Linked DNA regions of Hordeum vulgare: region 1 is linked to region 2. The links are chromatin contacts, called in public Hi-C maps. All regions are on one chromosome and are shown on one strand. The core of a region is the stretch at or near the end of the contact, and the rest is flanking DNA. Distances in the headings are between cores, read along the strand shown. Region 1 holds the start of LOC123413669 (cell division control protein 48 homolog C). Region 2 holds the start of LOC123412509 (alpha-dioxygenase 1-like).

Evidence for each region. Hi-C and Micro-C count contacts between places; a contact is called where the count stands out from the background.
Region 1: a Hi-C map of seedling shows a contact between it and region 2, with 5 times the contacts expected there. The contact joins the promoter of LOC123413669 here to the promoter of LOC123412509 in region 2. A contact is called at or near these places in 3 of 6 Hi-C or Micro-C datasets (leaf and seedling).

What each region holds. Positions count from the first base shown.
Region 1 is chr7H:5,393,304-5,399,911 of MorexV3_pseudomolecules_assembly, forward strand. LOC123413669 (cell division control protein 48 homolog C) reads left to right here and starts at 4,938. Exons shown (of 10, transcript XM_045106606.1): 1 at 4,938-5,904. The coding sequence starts at 5,070.
Region 2 is chr7H:5,257,215-5,264,712 of MorexV3_pseudomolecules_assembly, forward strand. LOC123412509 (alpha-dioxygenase 1-like) reads left to right here and starts at 1,984. Exons shown (of 11, transcript XM_045105463.1): 1 at 1,984-2,100; 2 at 5,144-5,235; 3 at 6,246-6,506; 4 at 7,059-7,208. The coding sequence starts at 5,146.

The DNA.
Region 1 (6,608 bases), core at 3,688-6,187, 140 kb after region 2:
CCTTTTCTTCTTTTGAAGAACAAAATGGTACATATTTTGATGCTGAGTCCACAATTTATTTTTTATATACTTATTAGTAAGTCTTGACTTCTAAATAGATGTCATTTCAGTTCGGTGAAAAGCAAACTGAAAAACTTATTTTTTCCTAGACAACAGAATAATCTCAATCACTTTAGATATAGATGGAAACATGTTTATTTAGAACAAAATGGATACATGCGGACATAAAAGGCCAGAAAAGCTTTGCCTATTATCGATAAACATTATTAATTACATATGGCCTAATTATACACGTGCAAATTGCCACCATGCATACATGCTTAATATGTTATCCTATGCAACATACCTGGCTACACTATACTCATGTTATTAATATATTGTACTATTTGAACGTACGACATCATGCCATATTTATGTTAGCTTAATTTGGAAATCACATCGACGCCGGAGCGGGTCATGCCCTAAGAGGCCGAGCTCGACGCGCTGCTCCGTGTCAATAGGCAAGGACCGATGATGTGTACGCGGTACCTGCACCAACACGTTAAGTTTTTTCCTGGCTGCTTGGGAGTTCTATCCGTAATTTTCTTTGGTCTTGCAGAAACTGGCGTAGCCGCTGTACCTTGAGATGCTATTGTAGCTTCAGATGCTGGACTGGAGCAAGTACCCTGAGGATAGCAACTACGGTGAGATGTGGAAGATCTTGTTCATGGTAGCATGTCATTTAGCTCAACCCAGTCAACTTTTGAATAAATCTTGAGCTATCTGAGTTGATCCATGCTTTGTAAGAATTTTGTGAATATATTTGTGAAAGTATATATTGATTCTATCATGCACACCATGCATTCTATACAATTCTATGTAAGTGCTAGTGATTGCAATAACATTCAATTAATGATACAATAATATCAAGTGCTTATCCTTTTTTGGTTGTTGTTTTTAACTTTTCTAGACACATGGATGAAAGGATTAATTGTGATCAAGCGAATGGTATGGCAGCGAGGAGTACAACTTCCAGTTCAAGTTTTTGGCGATGAGGGACAAGTATGAGAAAGGGTGAACATGTATGATCACACATTACTTCCTTTGCATTACTCCTCATACTATATCTTGTTTAGACGCACATTTCTGACTTTTGAGGCAAATGCGTGATGCAAATACTGTTATCTCTACTACTACAGTAACCAGTTTTTGAACTTGGGATTTACCACTAGCTCTATAGTCTACAACGGCAAAAGGTATCAATGATGTGCCATGATGGTAGTAGTAATATGATCATGTATGCCAAGAAAAAAAATGCAGTGGGATTTAATCTCTGAATCAACTACTTGGTTACAAGAAACTATTATATTTTCAGACTTCAGGATACATATAGTTGCTCAATTTATTTTAATGAATACTGAAAAAATTGATGAGCTATGAACTGAACATAAGTAATAGTGTTGCTATTGGTGTACTACCTGGTTCAGAGATGTTAGTTTTCCCCTCCCATTTCATACCATTGCTCGAAAGAAACATGTAACCTACTCTGAGAAAAGTAGTGAAATAGTGTTGCTAGGTTGACGATTTACTACTTGGAAAATATGTGTTCTTGATATGTGTGAAAAGTTGGATGCATCCCCAGTTTTCGCATCATCATTTTCTGTACAAATTTAAATGTTCCGTAAATGACACATGCCTTTTACTAGTATATAATGGGGGCAACTTGTCTTTAACTAACGGTGGTGAAGTGCTAAATGCTTTATTGTTGACATATCTTGATAGGAGGCACTGTCGAAATATTTTTTGTTTGCTATTGTGTGTTTTACTTTTATTGTTTAAATAAGATCAAGTGATCATCAAAGTACAAATTTTTAACTAAGTGCTTGCTGCTATTCGAGTTGGTCTTTTTCTTAAGAATCATGAATCTGATGTATGTCATAGTTTTAGTGGATCTTTGAAGCTCACTACAAATGAACAAAACAGATTTTTTTTCCTTATGTTTTGACTTCATGCTCAATGGCCTAATTTATTCTTTAAATTTGCAGATGTTTTGCATGAGTCACTATTTGCCAAGAAGCAGAATATTTGAGGAAGAAACTGCTTAAACTGATGACATATTTGGTGGCATGGGAAATTGCTATTAGTTAGTTTGTATGATTGTTAGTTTTATTTTGTCAAATGTTGTGTTTTGGTTTGTAAAATCATTGTAACATGAGGCTGATTGGCGGCAATGTGATTTGCTCTTTTCTTGGAAATGAGCAGACTTGTTAAATTTTACATGGCAAATGGAACTTGTGGGTTGTGCTTACCCGCCATGAGAATTTTGGCCTGGCCAGAATGTGAATAGAATAAAAAAATCTTAATTTTGAATTATGGCCTGGTAACAAGTATGTTTGATTAAATAATTGGGCCGAAATATTTTTAGGTTAAAAATATGGCCAAACTTATTGGGCTTGGCCCATTCAAACGACTATGGGGACTCAGCCACGTCAGATCCTTTGTGTTGTCCATGTCATCAATAGTGCCACGTCAACCTTGATGCCATGTGGATTATGCCACATCAGATCCCATGTGGTTGAGACGTAGGAGTAACGACCAAAGTTTTGGTCATTGGTTCTATGACAAAAACATTTTGGTCATAGGTTCTATAACCAAAAATTTAGGAAGGTCAAGTTTGTTCATTTTTGACGGCCAACTGTTGACCTTCGAAATTTGGTCATAAGAAGGTCATAAATTGAAAATAATGGCAATTCTTTGACCAAAATGATGGGTCATTAATGAACTAATTTCTTGTAGTGCCAGGTCGGGTTCCCATCGTCGACTTACTCGCCGGCATCTCGTCGACCCTGTTGTCCTCAACCCGCAAGGCTGCTCCACCCGTCGTCCTCGTCCCCTGAGATCTCTTGAGTCCGTCTGCCGCCATCACCACTGCCGCATCATCCGCCGCCACCACCACAACCGCATCGTCCACCTGCCCATAGGGCCACCCGCTGCTGCCGACTTCTTGCACGGGGCTGGCGTGCGGCGGCCTAGGTCTCGACGTCGGCAAACCTTGCGTGGTGGACTCCGCTGCTGTCGGCTTCTTGTGCGGGGCTGGCGCGCGGCAGCCTGGGCCTCGACGTCGGTGAACCTTGCGTGGTGGACTCAGACGACGCGGGGAGGAGGGCGCGGCAAAGAGAAGGCAGGCGGAGGCCAGAGAGAGCTGCCGGTGGCGTCGCCTCGGAGTGGATAAGAGAAAGGGGATGACCACGGGTTAGATTGGATAGGGGGTGTTGTTGCAAAAGTGAAATGTTATCTCATATGAAAACAGGATTGCGGGTTGATTCCTAGAAAACAGGAGGGTTTTTATGCAAAACTGGCACAACGGGTTTTCTGACAGAAATGATAGCCTCTTTATTATTAGGTAAAGATTAGGGGAGATATGATCATACACACTATTCTGAACGCTGTTGGTGCGTCCCGAGCCATTCATGCATGAAGTGAATGGTCCTGGTGGTTATGGGTGGCGGTCCAGATGGTGTGTGCGGGTGCACGTGAAAAAAAGGGCGCATGGGGACATGCCTCTGAGCTGGTTCGCTTGGTTTGAGGTGATGCATCCTGTAGTGCCTTAATAAAAAAAATAACGGTCGGTTTGGTTGTTAAATTTGTCAGGTAGAAAAAATGTACTGCGTATTGAGAAAAATGCACTAGAGTTTGGGGATTCGAAAAAAAAAATGTTTTTATACGATGTGTACATGGTGTTATATAAATCTAAGCACATTTTCTATATACTTGGTTAACTTAAATATAATTGACTTATGGTGTATGACTTAGAACTTTAATTAAATTGAGACGAAGGCGTAGAAGTGGGGGAGGTCCAAACTTCAATATAACTCACTCGACATTTTGTGGTGTAGTGATCATTGGAGCGACACTCCTATTATTTGTGTGTTATTTTTTAATTCATTGGGTCGAATGAATTCAAGATAATATTGCTGGGCTTGGTTTTTCCCATATATAAGTATCCTGGTTTATATTATACTTTTATACAGATTTGAGTTGGTAGTATTTTATTTACCACTCAAGTTAGTAGGAATCAAATCAACCATTTCATGAAGAACAAGTATTTTTCAACCATTTCACTTTTTCTTAAGCCCCATGTTTTCCCTTCATTTGAAAAGTACAATACCTCTCTCTTCAAGATATGGTTCCCTCCAAAATGCCCGCGAGCCATCCAAACAACCATGTTGCACATTTCCTTTGTTTTAGCTTCACACTCCCTCCGTTCCAAAATAAATATCACTGCTTTAGTACTAAATTTATACTAACTTAATGCTAAATTTGTGACACTTATTTTGAGACAGAGGGAGTACTATCTAGCGTTTTAAATAGACCCTTAGAAACTCCGAAGCATAGTATTCACTTATTTTCATTGTAGCTTAATTTGTAGCTAATATTTTTTTGAAAGAGTTCATCTCTTCAACTATCATGCAGCCAAACAATGCATGATATTAATTCCCGCATTTTCACGGCTCTTTGTGAACATAATACAATCAAAGTCGCTCATCTACACGAGCATACACTCATCCTTATGAATATATGCACGCAAGACCCTATCTCTATAAGCACCTTCGAAAGACTGAGTGAGCATATCATATTGAAATTTTACTAAGTCACCATAGACGCCTCGCACTCGATGGAAATATCTCCTCTCACTGAACGAACATCGCTGGACGTCTAAAATAAATAAATAAAAATAATAATACGAGCACCAACTATCAAATTTAGGACTTGAACCCTGACGGGTTAAAGATACCATCGTCCCATAACCATCCAACCATAGGTTTGTTCACGTGGCTCTTCCACATCAGAAATAACAATAAAAAAGTGCGCCATTCTTGCTTCCGAGTCCCCGAGGCCCAAAGAAGATCTCAATCATGTACAGAAAGGTTGTCAGTATTATTTCACCAAAAGGGAGGGGCCTTTGATGATATTTTACCTTAGACAACATGACAGCTCCGTCTCCTCCTACCCTTTGCCGCGCCAGCCAGACCGCCCGAGCCTCCCCACCTAAACCCTAGCCGCCGCCGCCGCCGCCACCGCCGCCGCCGATGGCGAAGCGCCCGCGCAACTTCCGGGCGGTGCGGTCCAACTCCTTCGAGTCCTACCTCCGGCGGGTCATATCCGAGGCCGGGCTCGCCGTGCCGGGCTGCTGCGCCGACGACGTCGCCGCCGCGCTCCGCTCCCGCCACCCGGACCTGCGCCGCAAGCAGCACGCCCCGCTCGTGGCCGCCGTCCGCCGCGCCCTCCTCACCATCCCCCTCGCCCCCGCCCCCGGCGCCGGCTCCGACTCCGACATGGACTCCCGCGCCTCCTCCCCCTCCTCCCGCCGCCGCCACCGCGCCCACGCCACCGCCTCCTCCTCCACCTCCTACTCCGAACACGACGACGACGACGACGACGCCCCCTCCCCTCCCCCCGCCTTCGACGTCACCAAGGCCATGCTCCGCACCCGCTACGCCTCCCTCACGCCCAGGAAGGAGCCCGCGGCCGCCGCCGCAGCCGCAGCAAGCCAGCAGCTCGAGATCGAGCTCAACTCGGAGAAGCCCCGCCGGCGCGTCACGACCGATGGCGGCGGCGGCGGCGGCGGCGACCCCAAGCAGGAGGCAGGGGCCAGCGAAGGAGGCGGCGGCGGAGGGGCCAAGGGGCCCAGGTTTTCTGATCTTGGGGGGATGGAGACGGTGATTGACGAGCTGATGATGGAGGTTGTGGTTCCCCTGTGCCACCCGGAGCTGCCGCTGCGGCTCGGGGTTCGGCCTGTGGCAGGGATTCTGCTGCACGGGCCGCCGGGCTGCGGGAAAACCACGCTCGCCCACGCAATCGCCAACGAGACTGGCGTGCCATTCTACAAGATATCGGCGCCGGAAGTCGTATCTGGTGTCTCTGGTATGCAATCTGATTTGATTCATTGCGCTACAATTTGCAGATGCTCTGAAATTCTGTGTATGCATATGCAAATTAATTTGATATTTACCCATCATGTATCGTGCTTGAAACAAGTGAAATGCAACAGTATTTATGGAGTGATGATTTTGGAAATGTTTCACTTGGGGTTCAACTTGCAGAATACCAAAGCCCATCCTTGGTCAATGAGCAAAATTTATACGTACGTGTAACTGATGAACTCTATAGATGTTAGTATTGTGTAATTCAAGCTTGTCACTATATTCCACCTAGAAATTGAAACTGCTGACACATGATAGCTAGCGATCGAGTTAGTATTGTGTGCGAGTGATCTTTAATTCAATATATCTTATGTTCTACTGTGAAATTGGTTTTTACTGCTTTGAATGATTGAACTTAGTTGTGGTAGTGAAACTCCCTCCGAGGAAAAAAAGTTGTGGAAGTGAAGCACGTGTCCAAGGCTCCAAGGGTTGCTTTATGCATTGCCATTGGCCAATAGTTGGGCAGATATTTCTCAAGAACTATATAGTGTTTATCAGGGCATTATACTTAAAAGGGTAGTGCACGGCTTAGATACATGGTGAATAGCCGAGAGCTAATTTTATGGATCCATCTTCCACCTGCCTGGATTAAGTAAAGAATATTTTTTTAGAGGTGCTTTGATGCTCTCCTGGGAAGTGAGAAGA
Region 2 (7,498 bases), core at 734-3,233:
ACAACCTAGCTCATGATACCACTTGTTAGAATAAATCCGAGGCACACCGTCGATCATCTGAGGACCAAGCAATCATACCAGCACGACACCAAGATTTATTCTAACAACATCTATTGGACAATGGATATTGTACTGGCTGCCGGCTTGCTGCTGCAGCCAGCACTACCGTTAATTTTAGATTGTACAATCGCATAACCATTTGGCCCTAGTATCTCTTTTAAAATGCATATTTGTTTATATTATTGAAGTTGTGAGAGGGCGCGGTTGCTGAATGTTTCTAGTCTACTCAATGATCGGTGCTGAATCAATCAGCAGCCTCCGTGTGTTTTGCATGCTCCTATTAATTTATAGGTATATGTCGAAGTCTCGAGGAGGTAATCATAATTTATTGGAAAATGGATATTGTGCTGGCTGGCGGCTTGCTGCTGCAGCCAGCAGTACCGTTAACTTTAGATTGTACAATCACATAACTGTTTATCCAATCACATAACTGTTTGTCCATCACATAACTGTTTGTCCCTATCTCTTTTGAAATGCATATTTGTTTATATTATTATAAAGCTGTGAGGGCGCGATTGCTGAATGTCCTAGTCTAACCAATGATCGGTGCTGAATCAATCAGCCTCCGTGCGTTTTGCATGCTCCTATTAATTTATAGGTATATGTCGAAGTCTCGATGAGGTAATCATACATGTGGGTGTTGCATTATATGTGTGCTTCCTGCCTCTTTCCTTATAGGTATACGTCGATGTCTCAGGGGGTAGTCATATATGTGCATGTTGCATTATATGTGTGCTTCCTGCCTCCTTCCTCCTACAGTCCTACTACTATACATGTACAGAGACTAGAGGTTGCATGTGCTGCCTCCTTCCTAATCTATTTCTTTTATATATTGTGCCATTTTTTCCTAGGTCAACTAAGCCTCTAAAATGATTTCATTCACAACTCATCAAAGAGATACTCCAAGTGGGTACATACAATATAAATATAGGGGTCCCCAAGTGGGTACATACAATATAAATATAGGGGTCCCCAAGTGGGTACATGGTGGTTTGTGGACCCTTGAAGCCGTGTGCCAGCTTGCATCCTCTGTTTAATTGGTCGGAGATGTGTTTCTTAGGCCCTCCAATTCTTGTACTCGCATAGATTTTATTATTATGTGTTTCTTGAGCCCTCCAGCCGATTGATCAGTTTTTCTAGGTCAACTCAGGGTCTAAAAGGTTTTCATTCACAACTCATCAGAGAGATAGATAAATACGGACGAATATGCTACTCCCTCGTTTTAAAATATAAGACCTTTTAGAGATTTTACTAGAAGACTATATACGAAGAAAAATGAATGAATGTACACTCTAAAATATGTTTAAGTACATTCATATATAGTTTATAGTGCAATCTCTAAAATGTCTTATATTTAGAAACGAAGGAAGTATAATTGAAAAAAATTATGATTAGATCTCACAAAATTAGATCCTACAAATTTTATGAATATACTGTTTAGGTTTTCATTATAGTTTTGGATAGGATGTTGAAGACCCTAGAAAATCACTGCAGGTTTTCATTAAACGTAAAGACATGTCACATCAATTGTTTTTCTTTTTCACCAATATTAATATTGGAGTTGTACGTGTCCAGCCAACCTGAATGGAAGGGACGAATCCGTCGTTGCATTTTGCAACCTGATCCTCGGAATAGCCGAACTGAATGAATTCACAGACCAGGTCCGATGGTGATGGCGAGGCCACCACCGGTTGGTGGATGTCGTCGTCCTCGGCCTCGTCGTCGTTCGCCAACGCCCAGAACCGGCCGCCAAACACGTCTCTGGCAGGGGGCCGGCGGCGGGGGCCATGGCATCGCCCCTCCTGTCACACGTGAAGCTCGGTTCTGCACACGACTCTCTCACGTGTCACATTAATTGTTCTTCTTTTTCATCAATATTAATATTGGAGTCGTACGTGTCCAGCCAACCTTGAATCGATCGATATATAGCGGCGTGCACCCAGCATGGGTTGAGCATCTTAATTATCTTGAGGCGTGCGGGGAGTTCTGAGAGCTCGGCACATCTCCATCTCCAGCTGGTTTTCCTTCTACCAGAGGTAGGTAAGCAGCAGCCTTGCTCTTCTGTTCACATCGTTTCTTGAATTCTTGTTTCCTTGCTTGGGCAATCGTGGTGCATAGGTGCCCATAGAGCGAACGAGGAGATGCACGGACAACAACAGGCAGCAATTCTTCTTGTGATTTTTGCATGCAATCGATTCCATTATATATGTGCTATTCCATTCATCATTCTCCAGTCACTTTCTCGTCTTTTTGATGGACGAACTGTTAATGTAGGGCGTGTTTGGATGAGTGTCTGCGACAGCCATACCAAAATTTGGCCGTTGAACAGACACAAGGTTCGTGTTTGCATACGGGTCAATTTTAATTCGGCATGCTTTGGCCGGCCTGCCCATCCTTCATTTTTGAGGTCTGAGCCGGCCTATATATGTCTTTGGTAGAATGGTAGGGCAGCGACAGCAAACCAAACCTACCCGTACTTCTTCCTTGGGCTCCCAAAGGCCAGTGTGTATTGCCTCTTGCATGCATGCATGCATGGCAACCACATCTATGACGCACCACATTGATGGCAACCACATCAATTACCGCAGCTCTGCGCGCAAGGGAGAGGGAGGTGGTCATGGCATCCTCCATGCTCCGGATGAGCTTGGCCAGGGACTGGAGGTGCTCGACCATAGAGAGAGAGAGAGTTGAGGATAAGGATAGGATGAAGGACGGACGAGTGATGAGAGAGAGAGAGAGTTGAGGATAAGGATAGGATGAAGGACTAAACCTGGCCATATCCCCCGTTGGGCCGGGCTTTATAAAGCCCGAACTGAAAATCACAAGACCTAGCCCGGTCCAGCCCGACCAAAAAATCGCAAATGCAGGCCCGAGCCCGGTCCGAATGGACTTAAAACATGACTACCGGGCCGGGAGGGGCCTCCGTGTATATCGCCATTTTTTGTAAGTCCGAGCCCGGTCCAGACTACTTTCCGGGCCTGATTTTGAAGCCGAGCCCGACACAAACACAAAGCCCGACCCGGCCTGACCCAGGTTTTTTAGGCCGGGTCGCCGGGCCGGGCTGCCCATGCCCACATGTAGGATAAGCTAAGAGCAACTATAGCAGACCCCGCATCCGGTCCCGATCCAGAAAATAACCGCCAAAATGCGGGTCGGGGCGGAAAAACCTGCCCGATCAGACCCCGCATCCCGCCCCCGCCCGCAAATATTTTTTTGGGGCGTGGCAAAATCTCGGTCCCAACTCGCGTATTTGCGGGTTCCCCCCTCGCCGTTGCGGTGGACTGCATATAAGCGAAAACGGTTGGTGGGAGAGACATTTCAGCCCGCGCGGGGTCTGAAAAAGCACATTCCACGAATATGTTTTTTTACGGATCCGTTATGCAGGATCTGCATCCGCGGCCGTGCGCGCCAGCTTACAAAGACGTTTTTCCGCGAACTGCAAACACGTTTTGCGGGCTGGACGGATGTGAGGTCTGCTAGAGTTGCTCTAAGGTATAAAGAAACACACAGGTGGGTGCGTCCGGCCCGCCAAACCTAGTGGCCCTTTGTTGTCATTTCTGCCTTAGATTCCTTTTGGGATAGCATCTTTTTTTGCGTTGGGACCAAGAGAAAGAGCAAACCCAGAGAGCGACATAATTAAACAGCAGGTTGCAACGTTGCTCTCCCATGGTTTTACTTTCGCCATTGGTTTTGAGCTCAAAATATTTACTTGGTCAAAATAATCAGGAAAGCTGTACCCACCGACCTTTTTTTTTACTTGGTCAAACTATTTATTATGCACCCAAATTTATTTAGTATGCACTGTATTAGTTGTAAAGTGCATGTTACTAGATGTCTTTTTATGCAGGCAAAAATGCTTAGTATGCAAGTTGTTTAATGTTCTTAATTAAGCTCGACAAATTGGTTTTACATGCATAATATACAATTTTCGCTGCATAATAAACAGGGTGGGGCGTTTTGGAGGACGAGCTCCATGGAGCTTGTTTTATTGAAAAATTCAAAAATCATCTTTTTAAGTTTCAAAACATTCTGAAAACAATCATACACGTTCATATGCATGTGTTTTACATGTGTGTAAATCTGACAATGAAATACATTATGGCGCCAACTACACAAAAAAGACAAATTCCTTCATTTTTTTAGTGAACAGTGAATGTACTATTCACCCTTCCAAAAAACATGATTTTGTATTTTTTAGCTCTAACTATAATGTATTTCATCGTCAGATTTCACACACATGTATTATACATCCGTATGGACGTGTGTGATTTTTTTCAGAATTTTTTAAAACTTAAAAACATGATTTTCGCCAAGTGCATTTTCGAAAATTAACATCACTAGATAGATATTTGAATCTAGGTTTTTAATAAATTTATCCGGAGATACAAATATCGGTCAAACTTGTGGCACGAAAACCAATCATTTAGGGACAGAGGGAGTACAACAGTATCACTGTATCAGCTCAAATAAAATTATCGGTTCTGAGCAGCTATACCTACACATCATATCTTATTTTTTTTATTTAAACGCCTATATAGTACGCAACAAATCAATCATGCACTTGTCTTTGAGGCTGTGTTTAGATTGCAAACTTTATTTGCAAAGTTCACTGTAGCACTTTTCGGATGCTATTTAGGAGGACTAAACATGATCTAATTATAAAACAAATTACATGGATCGACTGCAAATTGCGAGACCTTTCTATCAAGCCTAATTAATTCGTCAATAGAGACTGTTTTCTGTAGCATCACATTGTCTAACCAAGGCCTAGTTAGGCTCATTAGAAAGGTCTCGCAAAAGCATCCGGGGCTTATGGAATGGGTTTTGTCAGTAATCCACATTTAATACTCCTAACTAGTGTCCAAACATTCGAAGTCACTGTAGCGATGGTAAAACTTTGCGAACTAAACAGGGCCTGAATATCAGAACATACTGAGAACGGGTTTATCTGCATGCCTTTTCTATTATAAATATAGTACTAAACCTTACTGATTGTTGTAACTTTCAAAGAATATATTATTGTTACTTCTTCGTAAGTCCTCATATTCAAGATCATACATTCATTTAATTTGTTTGCATGTAGCCATGGGTTCAGGTCTCTTCAAGCCTCGTGTTCATCCGGACCTCCGTGATGTTTTCTCTAAGATGTCTTTCGGTGACAAGATTGGCTTTCTAGTACGTTTTAATTAATTAATGTTTAAGAGTAATTTATATATCAAGTATTTATTTGATGTACATACTACATACAGTTACATACATACATACATATTCCTTCAGAATATCAGGTAGTGGTTATATATTAGTGTATGATCATAAATATTATGTTATGTACGAAATTAATTAGTATGCATGTTATTGATGTGTTCATCGTTTTATTTTATAGCAAGATAAGGGTGTTAATTAGAGAGGATGCATACATATATAGATGATCACATAATTACTCTCTCCGTCACGGTTTATAAGGCATGCACGTGTACCTAGGTCGTCAATTTGACTTATATAAAATATATTGTTTAACATAAAAATTATATCATTAGAAAATAGAACATCTAAAGTTTCTAATATTTTTTTTTTTGTAATATATGTCTCTCATTAAGTTAGTTAAATTGACGACCTAGATACACGTGCCGGGACTTATAAACTGAAACGGAGGGAGTAATTACATCTTGGCATTTATGAAGTTATTTTTATACTAGAATAATTTATCATAAATAAAATTTGTAAAACTTTCTTTATTTGATCTTATATATACACGTGTGTGTGTGTGTGTGTGTGTGTATCAATTCTAACGCAACTAAAGGTTGAATTATATTTTGAGCTATTGATGCCGCATTTTCATTGTTTGATCTTTTCTAAATTAGTATCTATTCATTTTCATATCTCAAAAATTGGGCCAAATTAAGTTTGATGCACGATTTAATTAGGGAAATCAGTTATAACAAAGTATATTTTCAAATGAGTATGCGTGCCAATATGTATTATATTTCCATGCATATGGTGGTAACTAACAAATCATGTTCATAAATATGGCCATTAGAAGCACGCATATATACATAAGCTTTATCATGCTTGTGTACCACCTTATTAACTATTCAATTGATATTCCTCATTAGTTGAAGTATTTAATTTACATATGCATACCTAATTAAGTTTCCAATGTATTAATTTTTCTTAATTTCATATAGTTCATTCATGCATTTGACAAGAGAAACTTGTGGCACAAAATGCCTGTTCCGATCGGTTTACTCTACCTGAACACCCGCCGGACACTCCTGGAAAAATACAACCTGCTAGCTGTTGGGAGTTCTCATGGTGCTCCGTTTGACCCCAAGGAGTTCCCGTACCGCACCGGAGATGGCAAGTACAACGACCCCCATAATGCCGAGGCTGGTAGCCAATACACCTTTTTTGGGAGAAACATGAAGCCAGTTGATCAACAGGATGAGGTACTTAATTATACACTATTTACAAAAAATCTAGTAATTTTCTTACAAAATTCCAAATTTCTAATTAAGTTCTTACAATACAAGTTAATAACTTAATGTAAATTAGTTGAGCACTTATTTCCCTTTTATTTTGGTAATTCTTGTTGTATATATATGCATGTGCTCTTCTTTTCTGCTTATTTCAATTTGCATCCCTATTATTTTGTTCACTATAAAATTAGATACTATACATATTGAATTTAGTTAATGAAGAATAAACCTGAAATTAAAGTCTAAGAAGCCAATTAAAGGAGTAAAGATCACCAAAAAAGTGTTTTATTTTTATTTCTTATTTAATATTTAGTTTGACACTTTGACTTCAAACTAATAAAACACACAAAAAAATATGCGAGTTTTGTCAGTATTAAAAATAAGAACTAATGTGTGCTTGTTAATTTAAAAATACAACCATTTTCTTTTAATTATATCATACTGTTAACAGACGGAAATTGGAGGTTACTTTTGAATCATGAGATTATGCATAAAATAATTAACTGTTATTTATCAATGTAGTTGATGAGCCCAGATCCATTTGTTGTGGCGACAAAGCTGTTAGCTAGGAGAGAATACAAGGACACCGGGAAACAGTTCAATATACTAGCAGCTGCATGGATACAATTCATGGTTCATGACTGGATGGATCATATGGAGGATACCAAACAGGTGCATGCTTGATTTAATTCCTTAATTTGATAGCCTTAATTTGTTGAAGTCTTAAAAATAGAAATTCATCTTCCATTGAAAATTTGAAATATATATTGTACTTACATGTGGTAAATTGGGCAGGCGGGTCGAGTTCGGGTTCGAGTTGGACTTGTTGGGTTAGTTTGGCCTTCTAGAATATCTCGGGTCGAGTCGGGTCGGGTTGGGTGATGGACGGGTCAGGTCGGAGCAATTTCAATATCAACTTTTTTTGATCGTATGTTGATTTGAGTTGGATGGATGCTATTTGA